Linked DNA regions of Danio rerio: region 1 is linked to region 2. Evidence: chromatin contacts called from public Micro-C data. All regions are on one chromosome and are shown on one strand. Each heading gives the region's core, a stretch centred on a gene start, on an enhancer-like site or on the middle of the called end of the contact. The rest is flanking DNA. Distances are from core to core; before and after follow the strand shown. Region 1 holds the start of timeless (timeless circadian clock). Region 2 holds the start of srpk1b (SRSF protein kinase 1b).

The links. A called contact is a pair of places that touch in the nucleus more often than the background predicts.
Region 1: a Micro-C map of caudal fin shows a contact between it and region 2, with 7 times the contacts expected there. The contact joins the promoter of timeless here to the promoter of srpk1b in region 2. A contact is called at or near these places in 2 of 18 Hi-C or Micro-C datasets (caudal fin and hematopoietic stem cells).

The regions. Positions count from the first base shown.
Region 1 is chr11:3,290,895-3,294,911 of GRCz12tu, forward strand. timeless (timeless circadian clock) reads left to right here and starts at 1,819. Exons shown (of 31, transcript NM_001278600.1): 1 at 1,819-1,999.
Region 2 is chr11:2,807,350-2,811,365 of GRCz12tu, forward strand. srpk1b (SRSF protein kinase 1b) reads left to right here and starts at 1,305. Exons shown (of 16, transcript NM_001080669.2): 1 at 1,305-1,371; 2 at 3,893-3,947. The coding sequence starts at 1,359. The region is part of intron 2 of LOC141376509 (a long non-coding RNA gene); the gene reads right to left.

The DNA of each region.
Region 1 (4,017 bases), core at 569-3,068, 480 kb after region 2:
CTTAAAGTCTGCATGAAAAGACAATTTGTAATATTTATTTTATTTTGGTAACACTTTAGATTTGATGGAGAATGATGAATGGAGAAAAATACCGAAGCAGCTGAGAAACAAACATCAACTGTAAGTTAATGGCGCCCCCTGCTGGCCATTTGACTTTACAGCAGACTTTACAGTGTTCTTTTATTATGAGCTACGCTTTATTAACAAGAGCAACCATGTCAAGTTTCTTTCTAAAGCAAAAGTAGGCCTATTTTACATGCTTTTACAACAAGGATTAAACAAGAGAAGAAAGAAAAGAAAAAATAAATGTGTACCAGTCCGTTGAGGTAAAGAAGGAGCTGAGCTGAAAAGCAAAGCTCACGATTTACCGGTCAATCTACGTTCCTACTCTCACCTATGGTCAAGAGCTTTTTGGGCCGAAATGAGTTTCCTTCGAAGGGTGGCAGGGCGCACTCTTGTGGATAGGGTGAGGAGCTCTGACACCCGGGAGGAGCTCGAAGTAGAGTCGCTGTTCCTCCACATCGAGAAAAGTCAGCTGAGGTGGCTCGGGCATCTGTTTCGGATCCCTCCTGGATGCCTACCTAGAGAGGTGTTCCAAGCATGTCGGGGAAGACCCAGGACACGCTGGAGGGACTATGTCTCTCGGCTGGCCTTGGAACGCCTTGGGATACCCCCGGAGGAGCTGGATGAAGTGTCTGGGGAGGGGGAAGTCTGGGGTTCTCTCCAACGACTGCTGCCCCTGCGACCCGGCCCCAGAAAAGCGGCAGAAAATGAATGAATGAATGAATGAATAAATGAATGAATGAATGAATGAATGAAATCACTAAGGAAGAGTGGAGCAGTAAGTAGTGCTGTCTCCTCACAGCAAGAAGGTCGCTGTTTCAAACCTAGGCTGGATCAGTTGGCATTTCTGTGTGGAGTTTGCATGTGCTCCCATTGTTGATGTGGGTTTCCTCCGGGTGCTCCGGTTTCCCCTACAGTCCAAAGACATGCGGTACAAATTAATTGGGTATGCTAAATTGTCCGTAGTTTATGTTTGTGAGAGTGTGTCTTGTGTATCTTATGTTTTTACCTTATGCCATTTAGGTTTTCTCCCTGGCCTGCTGAAAAATCCAGCTCAAACCAGCCTAGCATGCTTGGATGGTTTTAGCTGGTCAACCAGCATGGTTTTAGAGGGGTTTTGGCCATTTCCAGCCTGGTTTTAGCTGGACAGGCTGGGAGATGACCAGCTAAAACCAGCTTGACCAGCCTAGCCAGGCTGGGAGCCCAGCCAAAACCAGCTATGTCCTGCTTAAACCAGAATGGTCAAGCTGGTTTTAGATGGTTTTAGCTGGTCACTTCCAGCCTGACCAGCTAAGATCAGGCTGGAAATGGCTGGAAACCAGCCTGGAAGTGGCCACAACCCCTCTAAAACCAGCCTGGTCGACCAGCTAAAACCAGCCAACCATCCTAGGCTGGTTTAAGCTGGAATTTTCAGCAGTGTGGGGTAACAAAGAGATATTACCTGAATATGAGCAACTTTTACATAGTGAGACAATACTTAGGGAAATAGCAGCAAAGACCATTACAAACTCTTTATGGGATACAGGAAAATTTTAATGTGATAAACATTCTTAAGTGGGAATTCAGTACCTGTACCACCAAAAAAAAATTCTAACCAATTTTTTGAGAACAAACTTTTACGTTTTTACAAAATATTACAGTTGTTCCAAATCTAGCATTGATGAGGGGAGAAGTTGTGTTTGTATATTAATTTCCAAGCTGACGGACATAATATAGCCGTGGCTCCTTTAAGTGCGCAAGATCTAAGTTAGCGTCACTTCCGGCTTGATGAGCGCGCCTTCCACCATCCGAGCTACATGTTTTGTCGCGGTGAATCATAAGGACGGAGTTTTAGGTTAATTATGAGAGTTATTAAACCATTATCTGGCAGCCAGTAGATAAGGCATAGTGTTTAATGTGACGGGTTTTGGAGATTTGTGATCGTTGATATGGTCTGGTATGTATGATTTGCTTTTTATATTTTAGCATAACGTAGTAATATGATATCTTGTGGCATACATTATACATTCATTTATATATCTTATTATTACACACTTTAAATATTGCACACACACAAGTTCATATTTACATTTGGCAAGTTTTAGATATTGACTGTGTGAAGTTTAAACAGCCGTCTTGTGTAGAATATTGTATATAACGTCATGAGTATATTCGTGTTTATATATGTTACGTGTAACGTTAATTTGTGTTTTTCATATATTTAATATCATAGTATTGCAATATGTTTACAAGGATACACAAATGTGTATAATTACGTAGGCATTTACCATGTAAACTCTCAAGAAAAGGTATTTTGCTGCTTGTTCAAACTAATTTAAAATGAGTTGAATCAACAACTTTTTTCAGTTATTTTTTGTGGGTAACTGAATTGTTTTATGTTCAATCCACTTAAATTTGTAAACACAATTGAGTTAACCTAATTGATTTGAGTTGGGTGAACGTAAAGGTTTATGATTCGATTTCAAGTGTCAGAAGTTAGTTGTAAAGGCCAAGATATTATCATATTTAAAATAATCTCTCTCATTTGTGATATTTCCTCTTTAACTCTTGTGATTTGCATATTTTTGTGTGCATCATTAGAGCCAAATATTGAAAGTTTAAAGCAAGTGTTGTGTTATTTATTTTCGAAGGGATGTTTGTATTGCCTGACAATATGCAATATGACCAAAAGTGATCAAGATAAAAATAAGATGTATATAAATATAAAACAATAATAGTTAATATTGATAATTATTTCAAGGTATCTAAATTTTTTCATTTCTTTAATTTAATTTAATTTAATTTAATTTATAAAATTTTCTTTAGGTTAAGTAGCCAGGGGGGGTTTGGGTGGTTTGAAAGACCCACCCCTCACAGACAAAGGTCAAGAATTTGTCCCATATATGAGCTCATTTGTCCTATTTTGACTGCCAGCCCATCATAAATAGTGAAAATAATACATCGAAAACCCATCAAATAATTTTCTTTTCAGCTTAGTCCCTTTATTAATCTGGGGTCGCCACAGTGGAATGAACCGCCAACTTAGCATATGTTTCTTGCAGCGGATGTCCTTCCAGCTGCAATCCATCACTGGGAAACACCCATACACACTCATTATATGGACAATTTTAGCTTACCAGATTTCCCAATTGACACCAATGAATTTTCAAACTTACTGTTTTTTTTTTTTTTGTTTGTTTTTGTTTTTTCAAGAGAGGCTAGAAAAATTGTTTAGCTCTACATTATTGTTATTATTATTATTATTTATTAATATTATTCAAATGGGCAAATTCTGACTGGGGAAAGATGAATGTGCTGACCAGTGTGTTATTTATAATTTGCCTAATAAATAACAACAGGCTTGTTTTTAATTTAAAACAATTATTTTTCAAATGATATATATTGTAATAAATTTGTATTTTAAAAATGTGTAGTTTTTCATTTTTTTTTGTTCTAAATCTTAAATATATATATATATATATATATATATATATATATATATATATATATATATATATATATATATATATATATATATAAATATTATATTTTTGGTACTTCAAAAAGTGTGGTTAGGGTGTCTCTCCGACAAGCTCATTCAGCTAAAAATTGTGTTTAACTGTAAAAAGGTCCACTTTTTGAGAAAAAAAAAAAGAACCACCCCTTTCATCAAGCTGGCCGAATAAAACCTGGGTTTTATTTCTGGGTGAAATAAACTATACGATTAGTTGTTAATTTAAGCTTTTTTACTGTCAAAACATGATAAACATGTCAGCTAGATTAATATTTTAGTTTGGAAAATGTATTGTTTATTTATTATTTAATGGATTGATTATTTTAAACTATTTTTAATCTATTTGTTTGCTGCTTTTATACTAATGCATCTTGATTTTAACTATTGCTTCTTTTTAAATGGGTGTAATTATTAAGCAGGTTGCAATTATATTAAAGGTAAAATGACTTAAAAATGAGATG
Region 2 (4,016 bases), core at 55-2,554:
ATAATGTATTCATTCATTTTCATTAATTATTCTTGAAATATTGCAATTTATTCCTTGAAATAATTTAGCAAGTACATGTGCAAACCATATAAAATCAATATTTAGTTTAAAAACAATCATATATATGATTTATGTATATATATATATATATATATATATATATATATATATATATATATATATATATATATATATATATATATATATATAACTTATCAGTTATTTTTCACATACTTTTATTGTACAGCATACATTATATGCCATGTCTAAAATTAATGAAGATTAATAAAACAAGCAAATGAAGAAAGTGAACAAAAGGCACACACACACTTACTGTATACACACACACACACACACACACTCACGATACAGACCCCAATAATATGATTTATCTTTATTCCTTTTTGAGCCACAATATTATTATTATTATTACAGCTTCTTTTATTGATGTACCAAAAGGTAAATATTAAATTGCCATAGCTGTCTACTGAAGGCGTGTGCGTGCTGTCAACGACGATCGGGGAGGGGAAGGAGCCGTGAATCTGCTACATCAGTGGCACCAATCAATTTACAATGGTTTAGTAGCTGCTATTTATTTATTTACTTTATTTTTAATTATTTATTTATATTTATTTATTGAAATATGGTGAATTTACGTAAGTAGTAAGTACATTTAATTTAATAATATCAACAGCAAAATCATATTTGGATGGCCACAGGGGTGGCCAGAGTTCAAATAGCCACCCCTTGGGGGCGCCCCTGGCTGGTTTCAGCGTTTTTTCAGCAGGGTATATCTAAAACAAACAGAAAATTCAGGCTATTCTGTACAAAACATTACATGGTAGTTATGAATGAAATAAACAACAATATAATACAAGTATAGAAAAGAGAGAGATTAAAATAAATATTTATTTATTGTCATTATGTTCTATTTTAAAGCGAAAATAAAGCCAAGATGGAAAATTTGACAAACTCATCACAAACATCGTCTTAATATAAGGTTGTTAAATGTATGTAGATCAATACAACTTGAGTTAAACTACTTTATTTGGCACAAATTGTAACCTGTAGACTATTAAGCATTTTGATGCCGCAGCAGCACAGATATAGATATCGAGACATAATTAACTGATTAACTAAATTATCACTTATTATTTAGATTTGGGAAAAGTTTAACTACATAAATATGTATCTCCGCTAATTATTGTGGCACTGAATTTATAAAGTATTTAAAAATGTACGTGCTTGCGTGCGTGTGTGTGTGTGAGCGTTTTCACTTCAGTTGTTAGTGGAGTTTTGTGCGCATGCGCCGACCGTTACATGTGAGTGACTGTGAGCACTTTAGCCGCCGGTGCAGCATGGAAAGGAAAGGTGAGCATCAAAACAGCAAAACTCCTGTCCTCCACAGGCTTCCGAGCAACAGCACATATAGAAATATGAATGAACATCGCAGCAAGCCTCGATCATATCAGTAATGTGCTGGACATGTCCGCTTTAAGATATGCCATGTGTGGCGATAGAGACAAAAGCCCATGTGTGTGTTTAGCTGCTGCTAATGCAACAGCACTGCAGCTTTACATCAACATCTGCTTATATTGCACTCTACAGCTGGAACATGGACGTTTCATGTGTGTGTTATGAATGTTTTTAGCATGTTTGTGTTTGTAACCGCTGCTTGTTGTGAAAATATTCGTTTGTTTTCGCGCGAGCTTTTTGCTAGCTAAACTTATATTTTAGTTCGCCGTTAGAAATGGTGATGTTTGGTATTAAATATGATTAACTGAAGTATAATTATGCCTGTGATGATAAAAACGTTTTGTGTGTGTGTGGACTAACTGCTAGCAGCTAAAACCGCCCCAAACCTACAAATTATCGAATATTTTGCTCACCATGGTTACCATCATGTTTACTGTAGTAAAACTGTATTATTAATTATTCGGATATATGGAAATTAATGTTAACGTTTGTTGTGTATTATATGTTTTTGTTTATGACTCCTTGTAGTTAAATGGTTTGTTTTGCTAGCTTTTGTGACGTTTCTGGTTTTGAGATGACATGTAAACAACAGATCTCCATAAAACAGCTGTGGAGAAAATTTCTAAAATATTCTTTCATTTTTTTTCGGCTTAGTCCCTTTATTAATCAGGGGTCGCCATAGCGGAATGAACCGCCAACTTATCCAGCATATGTTTTACGCCGCGGATGCTCTCCCAGCTGCAACCCATTTCTGGGAAACATCCATACACACCCATTCACACTCATACACTACAGACAATTTCATTCATTCATTCGTTTTCTTGTCGGCTTAGTCCCTTATTAATCCAGGGTCGCCACAGCGGAACGAACCGCCAACTTATCCAGCAAGTTTTATGTACGCAACCCATCTCTGGGAAACATACATTCACACACACACACTACAGACAATTTAGCCTACCCAATTCACCTGTACCGCATGTCTTTGGACTGTGGGAGAAACCGGAGCACCCGGAGAAAACCCACGCGAACGCAGGGAGAACATGCAAACTCCACACAGAAACACCAACTGACCCAGCTGAGGCTCGAACCAGTGACCTTCTTGCTGTGAGGCGACAGCACTACCTACTGCGCCACCACGTCGCCTTCTAAAATATTATCGTTGATTATGGGAGAGCAGGGCACAAAGTAACACTTTGGTTTTCGCCAAATAATGAACAAAGTTAGACAAACCATTTGTTTTTTACTAACAACACACAAGTCTCCTACAAATGAGCACTGGAAGTATGATCACTGATTTCACACAATTTTAATTCAGTTTACTTTAAATAGTAGCTATATTTTCTCAGTAATTGGCTCATTTCTTTTTTTTAATTCTACAAAGCACAGCATGTTTATTCATTTATTTGTTTATTGGATAAACACATTTAAATCTTTTTTAATTATTATCCATTTATCCATTGTTATGCAATGCATTTATTTGCATTAATAACAATTTTTAATTTTTTTTTATTTAAAAAGTTCTCAACATTAAACTCAAAATTCAAAAAATTATTTAGTTAGTTTAGTTAGTGTCCAACAGTGTTTGGCTTAATTGTAACAACCATTGTCAGCCACAGTCATTTCTTGTTAATACATACCAGAGGTGGGACTGGGAGTAAGTCACACATGTGCAAGTCTCAAGTCATAACCTTCAAGTCTCAAGCAAGTCAAGTCAATTTTTGTCAGACTCAAGTCAAGCCACTGTCTATTTCAAGTCACGTCAAGTCAAGTCGAAGCTTGGTCTAGCAAGTCACTTTCAAGTCAATCTAATTATATATATATATATATATATATATATATATATATATATATATATATAAACACACACATATATATCGACTTAATCTAATGAATCATTTAAAGTGGGTCTTAATGAACCGAATGATCCAGTCCAGCAAATTCAAAAATTCAACTGATTCTCTCGGACCGATCTGAGAACCGATGAGCTGTTAATACTGCGCATACATGACTTAGAACTTTTGGTTTTGTTTTGTTTTTAAATGCATAAAATAAAACAAACGGTTGTGTATTTAACAAAAACAAGTTTATTTTTCAAGGAAGTCTCATGTCCTAAATTTTGTGACTTAAGTCTGACTCGAGTCAAGTCATGTGACTTGATTACCCCATCTCTGATACATACTGTTATAATATGCTTTCTAAAGTCATAAAAATGCATTATAACAAGGTAAAAATTAATACAAATAAATTTAACACAAAAAAATCCCCATCAATGCCAAAAATCGAAAATAACTTTGAAAATTTTATTTCCGCAGCTTTAGTAAATAGAAATGTACATTTATTGTCTACATATTTATATACATTTTACATTGTTTATGAAAAGTGTGCTAACAAAGCACATTTATCTGTTCTTTGACAGTACTTGCACTTCAGGCCAGGAAGAAAAGGACCAAAACCAAGAAACCTGGCAAAAAGTGAGTACATTTGAGTTTGAATCGAGTATACGATCATCAGCGTAAAGTTATGAAAGAAGAATGTCTGAT